Linked DNA regions of Rattus norvegicus: region 2 is linked to region 1. Evidence: chromatin contacts called from public Hi-C data. All regions are on one chromosome and are shown on one strand. Each heading gives the region's core, a stretch centred on a gene start, on an enhancer-like site or on the middle of the called end of the contact. The rest is flanking DNA. Distances are from core to core; before and after follow the strand shown.

Region 1 (6,179 bases), core at 2,634-5,133:
AAGAAACGTTGGAGGTAGGAGCTAGGAGTTCATTTCTTTTTTTTTTTCTGTTCCTTCCTTCCTTCCTTCCTTCCTTTCTTCCTTCCTTTCTTCCTTCTTTTTTTTTCTTCCTTTTGAGTCAGGGTCTCTGTGTAGCACTGGCTGGCCTGGAACTCACAATGTAGACCAGGCTGGCTTAATAAAGATCCACCTGCCTCTGCCTCCTAAGTGCTAGGATTAAAGGCATGCACCATCACACCCACAAGAACTCAATATCTAAGACAGCAAGCACAAGGCAAAGAAAGGAAAACTGGTTGGAGCCTTTAGATTTTCAAGCCCAGAATATCTCTGAAGTCTCCCCCAAACAAGGTCACCAATTGGGGACCAAGTATTTAAATGTCTGACACTGTGGGGGGCACAGTGAAACCTCACAGTTCCACTCACCAGCCCTGCCTGGCTTGTTACTATAGAAAAATGCATTAGGTCAAGTTCAAAAGGTCCCCATGGTTTTTCTACTCAACACTGTTTAAAAGTCCAAAGCCTCTTCTGAGACTCAAGACAACTTCTAATTGTTACCTCTTGTAGATAAAAAAGTAAATGACATACTTCCAACATATAACAGTATAAAGTATATGTTACATTCCATTGAGAAACTACTGGACCAAAGCAAGCCCGAAACCCAGCAGGGCAAAGATCAGATTCTCTGGGTCTGTGGGCAGTGTCAAAGTGCTTAGCTTCCCTTCCAGGGATTTTGTCTGTATTATACATTTTTCTCTTGGCCTGTGTGCAGCTCTTCTTGGTAGACACCCCATGGCTACAACATCTAGTAGTCTCCACTAAAACTAGCTTCACTTTCACAGCTTTATGCAACACTGTCTCTCAGGGCTCTCATACAACCCCTTCTCTCATGTATACCAGCATCGTGTGGACGGTATGTCAGATTTAGCTTCCTCAGCTATTTTTGGGATATGTATAGTTTTTTGAATTCCTATAATTACCTCAATTATTGTCTTTCTTGTTTTTAAAGATTTACTTATTTATTATACATAGGTACATTGTAGCTATCTTTAGACACACCAGAAGAGGGCATCAGATCTCATTATAGATGGTTGTGAGCCACCATGTGGTTGCTGGGATTTGAACTCGGTCGAACAGTCAGTGCTCTTAACCACTGAGCCATCTCTCCAGCCCATTCTTTCTTGTTTTTTAAGGACAAGGTCCTAGTATGTAAACCTGTCTGGGGAAATCCCGTGATTAAAATCATACAATGCTATCCTAGATAATTTTCTTTCTTTTTTTTTTTTTTTTTTTTTGGTTCTTTTTTTTTTTTTTTTTTTTTTTCGGAGCTGGGGACCGAACCCAGGGCCTTGCACTTCCTAGGCAAGCGCTCTACCACTGAGCTAAATCCCCAGCCCCTGATAATTTTCTTTCTTAATGGATTTTATGACTTAGCAAAAGTTTCTCATGTCCACCTTTTATGCTGTTGACTTGTTCTTCTGTGTCATCAGGTAAGTTTACTGTTTCAGCTGATAATTTTATGTTGGTTAATGGGATTTTAATTTCATGATACTATCCATCTATCCTGGTCTTTAAAAAATACATTTTTATAGAGCCATAGTATTAGGTGTCTTCTGAAATAGATTCTGTTAAATGAACTAATGTATTTCGAAGGGCTAATAAATCTAAAATCTGTCATAGGCTAAGTATGCACTTCACCACTGAGGGATACCCCAGTTCTTCTCTTTATTATTAAAGATTTACTTTTTTTTTTTCCAGAGCTGGGGACTGAACCCAGGGCCTTGTGCTTGCTAGGCAAGCGCTCTACCACTGAGCTAAATCCCCAACCCCCAAAGATTTACTTTTTTATCTTTGAGATTGCCTAGTTAATCTTTATTGATGTCTAGAAGACCAGACTTGATATCCCTAAGTTAGACCTCAGTGTTGGCCACACAAGAGTTTGCTTCCAGGGATGGCAGAAAAGTACCCGAGAGACTGTAGTAGCCACTCACTATCTCCTTATCTCTGCTTTTCTGGGCACCACCAACTTTGACATTCCAATTTCATTCCTCAGTTTAGTGGTGTTTGTGATCGTTTTTTTTCCCCTAAATTTTGTTCATCTTTTTCAGCCATTCTAACTGTGCTGTGTTTCAGTATGCCCATCTGTACCAAGCAGGCGTTGTGGGACAAAACTTTTCCTGGGGAGACATTACACACGTCTCCTCACTACAAAAAGGAGCTCACAACAGAGCAAAGTGTGGGTGCTGCCAAAGTGGAAGAGTGTCCTTCCAAGTGCATAGTTGTCTAAACCACTACCTGGCAATTGGTAGAGCTTTGCCTCCTCCGGGTAGCTGGTCTCAAGAGTCTTTGCAGCTCACCTGAGCTCCATTTCAGAGGGACTCTCAGCTTTTATTGCTTACTCTGGTGAGAGGGGCCTAGTGAATCTGGTCAGTTTCAAGGACTTCTTAAACTCCGTTGAGTTTTTTGATTGTTTTTTTTTGTTTTGTTTTTGTTTTTGTTTGTTTGTTTTTTGCTTTTTTTGTTTTTTGGTTTTTTTTTTTTTTTTTTTGAGACTCTTGGCTATCCTGGAACTCATTCTGTAGACCAGGCTGGCCTCCCATTCTTAAGAGATCTGCCCCACTCTGCCTCACAAGTGGTACATGTGAGGCACCACACTGACTTGCTCCTTTCAGTTTTTTACCTTATTGTTTAAGGAGTTACCCCTCCGGATAGAATGTTTCAATCCTTCAGGAAAGTGTTACACAGCACCTGAATCCAAGTCCCGGAATTTCACTGTCTTTCTCCAGCGTCCCCACCCACAGCTCTTTATATTTTCCCTTGGCTTTTTATTTCTTCACAACACTTAAGTGCAAATATTGTATTTTGCCTGTCTTTTCACTCTGGAAACATGGCTGGCTCCAATGCTATAGGTATTAAGCAAATTTTCTTGAAGAAACCTCTAATTAGGGGATTCAATGTCTTGTGTTTTGGTTTCTACTTATTTATGTCTCACACTGTTAGGTGTGCGTCACCAGTAAGAAGGTAGATATACGTAGTTAGTATAAGAAAAGTTATATTTTATTATGCTGAAGGTCATCATGCAAGGTTTACACTCTAAACTCCTTACATTCCTAAGCCTGTCTTCCCAAGGCTGTTCACCTGTGTGACCTATCTTAGCTTCAGGTCAGGTCTAATCTCTAACAGAAGTCTCTGATTTGAGGGTCAGGATTCTGAGGGAGATTCTCTAGCCACAGAACAGATCAAGGTGCATCTCTCCAGATACGTAGAGCAAAGCATTGCTTTTGGTCTCTGCTTATATTTTGTCCAGTAGGCATCATGGGATTCTAGGACTATGTCATCTCCATGTCACTGGGCTCTGGGTATCAGGAGCAGCCTTAGGTACTGTAGGGTTCCTGACTAATCTGTTTTTATATGTCCAAAAGGCATCTTTTTTATTTATTATTCTCATTACAGGGTGAAAATATTTTTCTGGGTCTGGGTCATCTTTTTGGTTTCTGTCCCACTCTGACGGTCTAAGTGCATAAGAGTGCAGAATGTGGGCCACGTATTCCTAGAGGCCTGTCTGTCTCAGGGGTCCCGTGGCTGGTGTGCAGTGAGTCCTCTGGTCTCAAGTCCCTGGTCCCGCGCGAGTTCGTTCTGGACCAGGTACAGTGGTGGGACTCTGTGGGGTCATTATGCCTAAGTTCCAATCTAGCTTTCTAGAGCTACCCAGCCCTTAGCTTTCTGAACGCACGTGACGTCCCTCCCCCGCAGCCGCAGTGCTCCTGGCTTACTTCGCTGCTTCCGCCGGCCCGCGAGACTCCGCCCTCTCTGAGGGGAGAAGCCAATCATCACGCACGCCCTTGACTCCGCCCTAGCGCCCCTCGACGCGAGTCCTTCCCTCCTCCCACTCGCTGCCCGCCCGCCCGTCAGGCAGGAAGGCAGGCAGTGGTTCTACCGGCGGTTAGTTCTCTCTTCTGTGTTGTCCTCCCTCCTCGTTCCCGATCGCCGCCAGCGGCTGCTACACGGGCGGCGGCGCGGTTCCTGTGGGAAGCGCAGCACAAGTCGAGCGGTAACCGCGAAGCGTCGAGCCCAACGCGGCGGAGGCTGTGCAGCCAACATGGCGGCGGCGGCGGCGGCGGGCCCGGAGATGGTCCGCGGGCAGGTGTTCGACGTGGGGCCGCGCTACACTAATCTCTCGTACATCGGAGAAGGCGCCTACGGCATGGTTTGGTAAGTGTCTGCGCTGGTTTGCAGGCCCGGCCTCACGCGGTCATCCTGTGCCCCCTGCCTATGGCTGATCTGGACGCAGCTGCGGCCTTTCCCGCGCCTTGGCCTCGCGGTCCGCGGCGCCCCCGGACCCGTGGCTTCTCCTTGGCCCGCACTCCTGGGGCCCTGGGGCGGGGTCCCGGGGGCCCTTTCGAGGTTTAAGTGTTGCTCTGCTGCTTCCTGAGCTGACCCTTCGTTTGCTGTTGGAAGGGCATCTCAGACCGAGGCCAGGACTCGAAGACTCCCGGGCTTGGTCTCGAGCGCGTACTTTCGAGGCTTCTCCCTTGGGTCGGGAACGGAAGTGCACCATGTCCCCTAGTTCATAGCGTTATAGCCGCCGCCTTTTGACATTAGATTAAAACTAGGAATTCCATTAGATGCATGTCCGTGGTGGTGGCGGCGGCAATGGTTTTGCAAGACGGAATAATGGGCTTGTGTGCTGAGCACCAAAATATTTTTATTCTCTCTGTGTACGTGAACAGCATTCACAAAATATCTTCAGTAGAGCTAATGATGCGTTCTACCTCAGGCTTTCTAAAAAACAATGACACAGCGTTGGTTGTGGATATACTGAAATCTTGAAGTTTCAAAATGGATTTAAATATCATACCGATTGTGTTTCAGGAAGGATAAACCAGCATCACTCTTAGAATTATTAAGATGTATTTGGAGTTAGGCCTAACTCCAAATTTGACTTTAAATTACCCCGTCGTTACCCTCAAAAGTACATGTGAATGTATCCATAGGTATTAGCCCTATTTACTGTGGTCGTTTCCCTAACGTTTTAGTGTTCACTATATATACACAACCACTTACAGTACTTTCTGCTTGTGGAATGAAGTGTATTGTTTTAATTAAAGCAAGTTCATTTATCGAAGGTTTCTGAGGTAGTTAATTTTACTTGGATAGCCATCTTGAAGAAAGAGAAGACACCCTTTTTCAGATAAGGTATTGAAAGGAAGTCTTTTTCCCAAGGGTGAAGAACTAGAATCATGCTTTCTATATATAGAAAGATCCTGGTTTAAATGCTTCAGCTCCTCAGCTATGATTGCACACGCCTTTCCTTGATTTATTAATAATTTCAGAACTTCAGCATATTTTCCTGATGAACAAGTCTATTTCAGAAATGCATTCAAATTTGAATGGTCATAATTTTAGAAATGCCAAGAAAGATGTGTTTTCACCAAGTGTGTTAACTAGGTAGAATAATTAACTTTCCTTTTTAAAGGACCGGAGAATAGTTATATTCTTATGAGCAAAATGTTTCATAGTATACAATTATGAAGGTAAAAGTGAACTGGACCTGCGAGTCAAAGGGGAAATTAAATTTAGGTCACGGTTACAAGAAAGTCTTTGTAAAGGAATGGGGAAAAATTACTTTCCACATCACATCTGTCTTGCATGTATTACTGCCCTTGCACTTGCTGGTAAGTATGCCAGTAACTCTTATTATTGACACTCAAATGATTACCCACCATAGTCTCATTTATTTAAAAAAAAAAAAAGAATAAAAAAGCTTACTTTAAATAGAGACAAAAAAATTTAGGACCACCTTAATAAGATGGATTGTTTAGATCCTGTTGCTATTGACCTTTGAAGTTTCCGCTTGCTGTGCAGAATTCTTTTTAAAATTCACATTTTAGGGGTGGAGAGATGACTCAGCAGTTAAGAGCACTGGCTGCTCTGGGTTCGATTCCAATGACAGCCTAGTCTGTAATTATAGTTCCAGAAGATGAGATGTTCTCTTAAGTCATGCATTTAAGCAAGACATTCATATGCATAAAATAAATAAAACTAATTAATTTTTTAAGACAAGGTTTCTCTGTGTAATCACCCTGGCTATCCTGGAACTCAATTTGTAGATGAGGCTGGCACCTACAAATTTTAATTTTAAGAAAAATACAAATATAATTGAAATTTAAATCCAAGCATCA
Region 2 (6,928 bases), core at 955-3,454, 40 kb before region 1:
AGCTGTGCCAAATATCAAGGCCTCAGTGTTAGGGGAAGCCCCTTTCCCAGGCTTGTCTGAGGGCTCCCCCACCCCTCAGTTCATGTGCACTGGTGATAACCATGTCTCTGCCTGGCAGTGGTCAGGGACCAACATCAGGCACTGCTCCATCCTGGTCCAGTGGCCAAGGGAGACCACATTCGTCCGAGTTAGTCCTTAGGCACAGAGAAGAACTCTTCTATCTTGACTGGAGCTGCCAGTGCTAAGCCTACAGGACTTCTTGGCCTCTTCAGGCCCTCATCCCAAAAGAATCCCCTAAGCAGAATGATTCCACTTCTCAAGTCCCCACCTTGCCACCATCACATTGTGTGAGCTGAACCAGCCACCGTACTTCTTGGGCCTCAGGTACTTTTTAGGGTAAGGCATGGAGAGTATGCATAGCATTACCGGGAGCTGCCAGAGAAGGGGAGCCCATCCTCCACCAGCAGCAGAGAGGGATTCAGTATTATTAGTGTCTATTCTTAAAATTAAGTGGGCTGGAAAAGAGCTGAGTTACAGGCGCCAGTGTCTTGCATGGATACAAAAGCTGAAGCCGTCAGCCTGCCTTTGCAGTACAGCTGCCTCCCAACTAGGGCCTGGGGGCGTAAGAGGTGGGAGGGCACAAGGAGTGTTGAAGCAAGGTGTCTGAGGCACAGCTTTGGGAGTCTCAGAACTCGTGGGAGGGGTATCAGCACCTGGAGGTCTTAAAAGCCCTGCTGTTCACCATGATCTGTCTGCCCCTGCCCTCTTGGGCTCTGCACGAAGTGCCCCTCTCTCCCAGTGGTAAGTTTCAGCATGGGTGTCCTGGCTACCTCAACTGTATTCTCAGGCCAGGAGGATGGCTCTGGCCATACTGTAGGGAAGCCAGGCCAATTTGTGTGACGCAAGCTGGGCTGGTTTGCTTCAGCATCTGTAGCCTCCAGGGACCGTCTTCTGGAGTCCCGTGCTTTTGCACTGGACTCTTTGGCTTTACCAAACACACCAAGCTTTGCCATTTACATGCCATGTGGGCCTTGCCAAGGGTTATTTCAGGGGGCTTCCTGGGAGTCTTGTTCTAAGACACCATGTTCCTTTAGTCTTAGAGACAAGTCCCAAGGTTATGAGCTCATAGGACAGTCTTCCCCTGGGGCCCCTATACTGGTGTCAATAAACCATATATTCAAGATTCCTGAGTGCTACTGCGTCTGTCCCCTGTGTGCCTGTCTACAGTTAACCTGTGTATCCAATACTCAAGTATTTTAAAAGAAGGTGTTCTAGAGAGTTCAGCCCATGGTTGATCCCGTGTGCTTGAGCAGGAACACGTGACAGACTTCATGACTGTCTACCTCAAAGCCAACCCAAGAAGAGTGGAGAGAAGTGACCGGGGACCCACAGGATGTGATCAGCTTCCAAAACCCAAGTCCTGCCTGCTGGTTTCCGCAATTTCCCAAAATAGCACCAACAGCTTGGTACTTGGGACAGAGCATTGAAAACCTGAGCCTTCAAGAGACATGGTGGGTCTGGGGACCTCTTGGCATCCAGGGTGTGTTTGGAAGCTGCTGAAGATTTGAGAAAGTACCTAGCCAGCTGGTCCTGGGACTCATCCTGAGATTGTCCATCCCACCAGCTGTGGGGTAGAGGGTCAGGCCCCTGGGGAACCCAGCATTCGGGCACTGAGTACAAGGTCCTCCAGTGAGTTGGGGCCACCTCTGGACATAGACCCTCACAGAACCACCTGCATGGGCACTAAAGCGCCAGGCATTTCTTGGGCTTCCACCCTGCTCTCTGCCTGGCACTTGCCATGTCCTTCATGCAGGGCCAAGGGCAGAAGCTCACAGAAGACGGGGTGCACAGTGGGAAGCACAGCCCGGGGGCTCTGGTGAGTGAGTGCACTGAGCGCCCACTGCTGACTTCTGAGACGCGGTTATGGGTCACTCTTTTTGTTTACATTTCCCCTAAGTTCTGTTTTCTCAGCACAGCAGACATGCTTTTGTGTTCAGTCTAATTTTATCTCAGTAGAACAGACAAATGTTAAAATTCCACGGTTTTGGGTTTATTGTCTGGAAATACCCAAATAAATTGCTTTCACATTGTTGTGACTAAAACACTGAAGAAAAGCAAGTGATGGAAGACAGTTCATTTTGGCTCACAACCCATCCAGGTAGGGTGTGAGGCCAACCGAGCAGCCCAGAAGAACAGATCTCATCCATACAGAGGAAGCAGGGCCAGCTACAAACCTTCAAAGTCCACCCCCCAGTGACCCACCACTACCCTCCACTGCACTTCCTGGAGGCTCCATAACCTTCCCAAACAGTGCCACCAGCTGCAGACCAAGTGTTCAGATCTCCGGGGACATTTCATACTCAAGCCACCACACCGAATAATCCAAAAACACCACTTAAAAATCTCTAAGGAGAGTCATAAAGAGCTTAGGGTTGCCATGGAAACAAAGCTGCAGCACAGAGCTGTGCATCAGGATTTAAGCACAGTTCTAGAACGGAGCCAAGTTAAAAGATGGTGTGTGCTAAGTCTAGAAACATGCTTGCCAAGAGCAACTGAAATACCTGACTTGTAGTGAGTCTGCTTTAGGCTGGACGTGGTGATGCACACCTTTAATCACAGCACTGAGGGAGGCAGAAGTAGGGTGATCTCTGAGTTCTAGGTTAACCTGATCTACAGAGAAACGCTGTCTTGAAACCTCAGCTGGTGAGATGTCAGCAGTAGCATAAGAGAGGGATGTTAAGACTAAGGGTCTCTCCACAGACCTCGTAGTGCCTGGGCAGCCAGGTAGATCCACAGTCCAGGTAGCTAAATCAGGGTATGAAGGGCGGCAGCTGAGGGAGCCTGCCCTGATGGCGAATTTCAATGTCAGACAAGGCTCACTGATCTAATGAAAAGCTTGAAACTACAGAACCCAGTGACTGGTCCTTAAAGACTTGCCAGAACAGGTAAGGGACCTGCCTCAGAACAATTATAGCAAGTGGCCTTTAAGAGAGACCTACCTGGATCCACTGAACTCCCCATCTGACTCTAGACCTGCAGCCCTCCGTCCCTCCACAGTGACTTGCAACTCCTGCCACCTCACCCACCTTGCTGGTTAGAATGGAATTTGCTCCCAAAGTCTTCAGTGCAATAAGCACATGCAGGGTCAAGTGGATTGGAGCCCCCAGTACCCAAGAAACCGCTCTTCAGGACAACTGAAAGCTGCCTCGGTACCCTTGGGGATCAATACATCATTTCAAGTCAAGACAACTGAGAACCGGCAGGGGCAGGGCTCAGTCCAGCCATGTAGAAGACATCATCCTGACATCTCACACAGCTCCGAGGGATAACAGGGCATCCCACAAAGCCATCTACCAAATCTCCACCAAGAGTGGAAGATATACTGCCTGCAAAGCCTACACGAGCAGTTCTTCAACCCGAGGAAGAGGCAGTTTTCAGAATCTCTGTGGTTTCTGTCATTTGGTTTGTGATTCCTTCATCAAACAGGGCGGGGGAGGGGGGATGCAAGTGAGGGTAGGGTGGGTCATCCAAAACTGAGAGTGTGCGAGATGCTGGAAGAAACCTGTTACTACTGTATAAACTATCTCAAGTCAAGATGCTCCTCCCTTGCTCTCACTCTCTCTCTCTCTCTCTCTCTCTTGCTCTTCCCCCTCGTCCCTTCTCTCCCCATTCCCCGCCCCCACTTTCCTCCACATGCTCATGGCCGGCCTTTACTCCTCTCCTCGTCTACTCTTCTCTCATTAAACCTTTCCACGTGGGGGGAAAAAAAAGGAAGCCTTCCGATAAACACCATTTCTGCTTTTTAAGTATTCTTATCTGATCCTGAGAACTAGGAGAGGCCCGGGTGCCTTCACCTTGCTGGGGTTTACTATCCCGGCCGGCCGCACTCCTTCCCCAGCCCTGGCTCAGCCCAGGCCCTGTCCACTTTGCCTTTTGGGGCCTCTTCTGTTCCCCAGCCTTGTCTGCCTTGTTTCTTTTACCCTCCCCCAATTACCCAGACGGGCCATCCCGTTGTAAACTATACTTTATGGGAAGCAGCATAAACTGCTGTTGGGACTGGGGCACTGGGGACAGGGTTGCTAGGGCTGCAGAGTGGCAGAGCCAGGCAAGAGGCAGATAGAGTCTTTTTTAATTTGTCCTTTCGCACATGTACACAATGCATACCCTCCTACAACCCACCCTCTCGCATCTTCCTACAACCTGTAAACCACTCCTCCCTGCTACAAATCTCTTTTCTCTGACTAGTGGGCTGATGCCTCCGTGTCCCCAGAGCTCCCTGTCCCCAGAGCTCCCTGCCCCCAGGGGACACAGCTGCCCACTAGGCGACAAGCCCAGAAGAAGATAATGGCAGCATGCGAATCTGGGGGGGTCCTGATCAGGCCCCACCCCCACTGCCCACACATCCATCTGTCTTCCCCCTCCCCACACCCACACAACTCCTCCAGAGCCCCTGGCAGAACCTCCTTAAGTATATGCTGCCTTGCTGTTCCTGATGAGTCGGCTCGTGTATCTGAATCTCCAGATGGTGGTTTGCATTCCCCCTGTCCTCCAAATGCATGTAGCTCGACACGCTCTCTCAGAGCCACCAGATGGGAGTGGGGGAGGCAAGAAGGACAAGTGAGTTGTGACGGGTAAATGGCTGCAGGCGGGAGCAGTTCACCCAAGGGACTGAGCTACAGGATAGGGCAGGATGGACTCTGCCAGGAGGGAAACAGGCTAAAGTTAATGGAGAGAGCAGGGCCATGGTCTGCTAGGGTAGGGGTGACTGGGCCTTATGTCCATCAAACAAGGGTTCCCACCTGAAGAAGGGAACATGAAAACCAGGTCCCCCAGGCTGGGTCTGCAATGTAGCAGAACCAGAAAAAGAGAGGCAGAAATCCTGACTAGCAAGCTGATACCTGATTTGACCACACATCTCCACACTCAGCCTCATCAACTTGTCTGGGGCCATATTGGGCTCTAAGCCAATCAAAAATGGGTCAAAGAGGACTTCAGATGGAACCCATAACACATGAGTCACCATGGGCCCATAGCCATAGCACTTGAGAGACCAAAAAGAGAGCTGCAAGCCCCAGGTTAGCCTGGGCTATGTTGGGAGAACTTGTCTCAAAAAACCAAAACAAGAGGCTAGGGAGATAGCTCTCTTGCTAAAGTGTTTGCCTTGCCTAGGGATTGAGTTCAATCCCTAGAAGCTATGTTTTTAACAAGCCAGATGGCATACGGGGAGTCAGGATGACTCTTGGGCCCTTTAGCTACCCAGCTGTATTAGAGTTCTCCAGAAGAACAGAAGCATTGGATAAATATGTATTAAAAGGAGACTTATTAATGTATACCATACAATCTAGTAGTTCAACAATGGCTGTGTCACACCAAAAAGGTCAAGAATCTGGTAGTTTCTCATCCCCGAGGGTTGGTAGCCTGATAGCTACCAGTCCTCAGTCTACATCAGAAGTCCTAAAAAGGCTTGTTCTGATATCAGTGAGGACTGCAGCAGTTGCAGCAGAGCAGATGGATTTGCCGGCACACACACCACCCACACGCCACACACACACCACACACACCATACATGCACACACTCACTACACACACACCACACACACACCATATACACATCACACACGCACCACACACACCATACATGCACACACTCACTACACACACACCACACACACACCACACACACACACACACACTTACGCATACACCACACACACACACCATATACACATCACACACATACCACACACACACACCATACACACCATATACACACCACACACACACACCATATACACACCACACACACCATATACACATCACACACATACCACATACACCATACATGCACACACTCACTACACACACACCATATACACACACACTACACATACACCACACACACACACCATATACATACCATACACATACCATATACACATCACACACATACCACACACACACACCACACACACATACCATACATGTACACATACCACACATACACCATATACACACCACACACACACTATATACATATACCACATACCAAACACCACACCACACACACACCATATACACACACACCATATATACACACACCACACACATACCATACATTCACATGCACACACTCACACACACACATACCATACATGCACACACTCACCACTCACTACACACACACCATAGATACACCATACATACCATATACACACCACACACACCACACACACACACACCACACACACACACACCATACATGCACACATACCACACATACACCATATACACACCACACACACATACACACCACACACATCTCAGACACACACACACCACACACATCTCAGACACACACACACGACACACACACACACACACACACACACACACACACACACACACATCAAAAACAGTCATTTTTACCTAACAGTCTCCTAAAGCACAGAGTCTTGAGGCAGAGGCAGCGTCAGGAGAGCCTCGTGAGTGGGTGAGTGGGCTGTGAACACCTACCAGGGCCTCGGATAGGTGGAAACTAGAGCTCACTACAACAAAATCAGTTACTGATTTCTGGCCGCTAGCTGCTGTCAGTCTTTATAGTACTATTTTCTTAGTTTCTCCTGTTTGTTTACATAGGATCTCATGTATCCCAGGCTGGCCTTGACCTCTCTGGATCTTCCTACCTCCCTCTCCTGAGTACTGGAATGGCAAATATGCACCAAGTGTGTGTTTGTCTTCCTTCTCCTCCTCTCCTCCTCTCGTTATCATCACCATCACCTCAGTCATTGGCACGGACACCATCACCACCACCACCACGGCACCACCACCATCATCCTCATTGGACTGAACTCCATGTCTCACCCATGCTAAGAATATACTCTCACTGAGCTTGGTTTCTGGCCCTATATTTTCCAATTGTTTTTTACTT

Evidence for each region. A called contact is a pair of places that touch in the nucleus more often than the background predicts.
Region 2: a contact with region 1 is called in a Hi-C map of frontal cortex, with 2.1 times the contacts expected there. The contact joins the enhancer-like site here to the promoter of Mapk1 in region 1. A contact is called at or near these places in 2 of 12 Hi-C or Micro-C datasets (the A7r5 cell line and frontal cortex).

Annotation. Positions count from the first base shown.
Region 1 is chr11:97,525,529-97,531,707 of GRCr8, reverse strand. It overlaps Mapk1 (mitogen activated protein kinase 1), which reads left to right and starts at 3,883. Exons shown (of 9, transcript NM_053842.2): 1 at 3,883-4,209. The coding sequence starts at 4,097.
Region 2 is chr11:97,562,882-97,569,809 of GRCr8, reverse strand. It overlaps a transcript of Ppm1f not described here. Among named protein-coding and RNA genes, the nearest start is that of Ppm1f, 32 kb to the left of the region's middle. Within about 2 kb of position 2,204, at least 28 of the 93 cell types and tissues checked have an H3K27ac peak or open chromatin away from gene starts, as enhancers often do.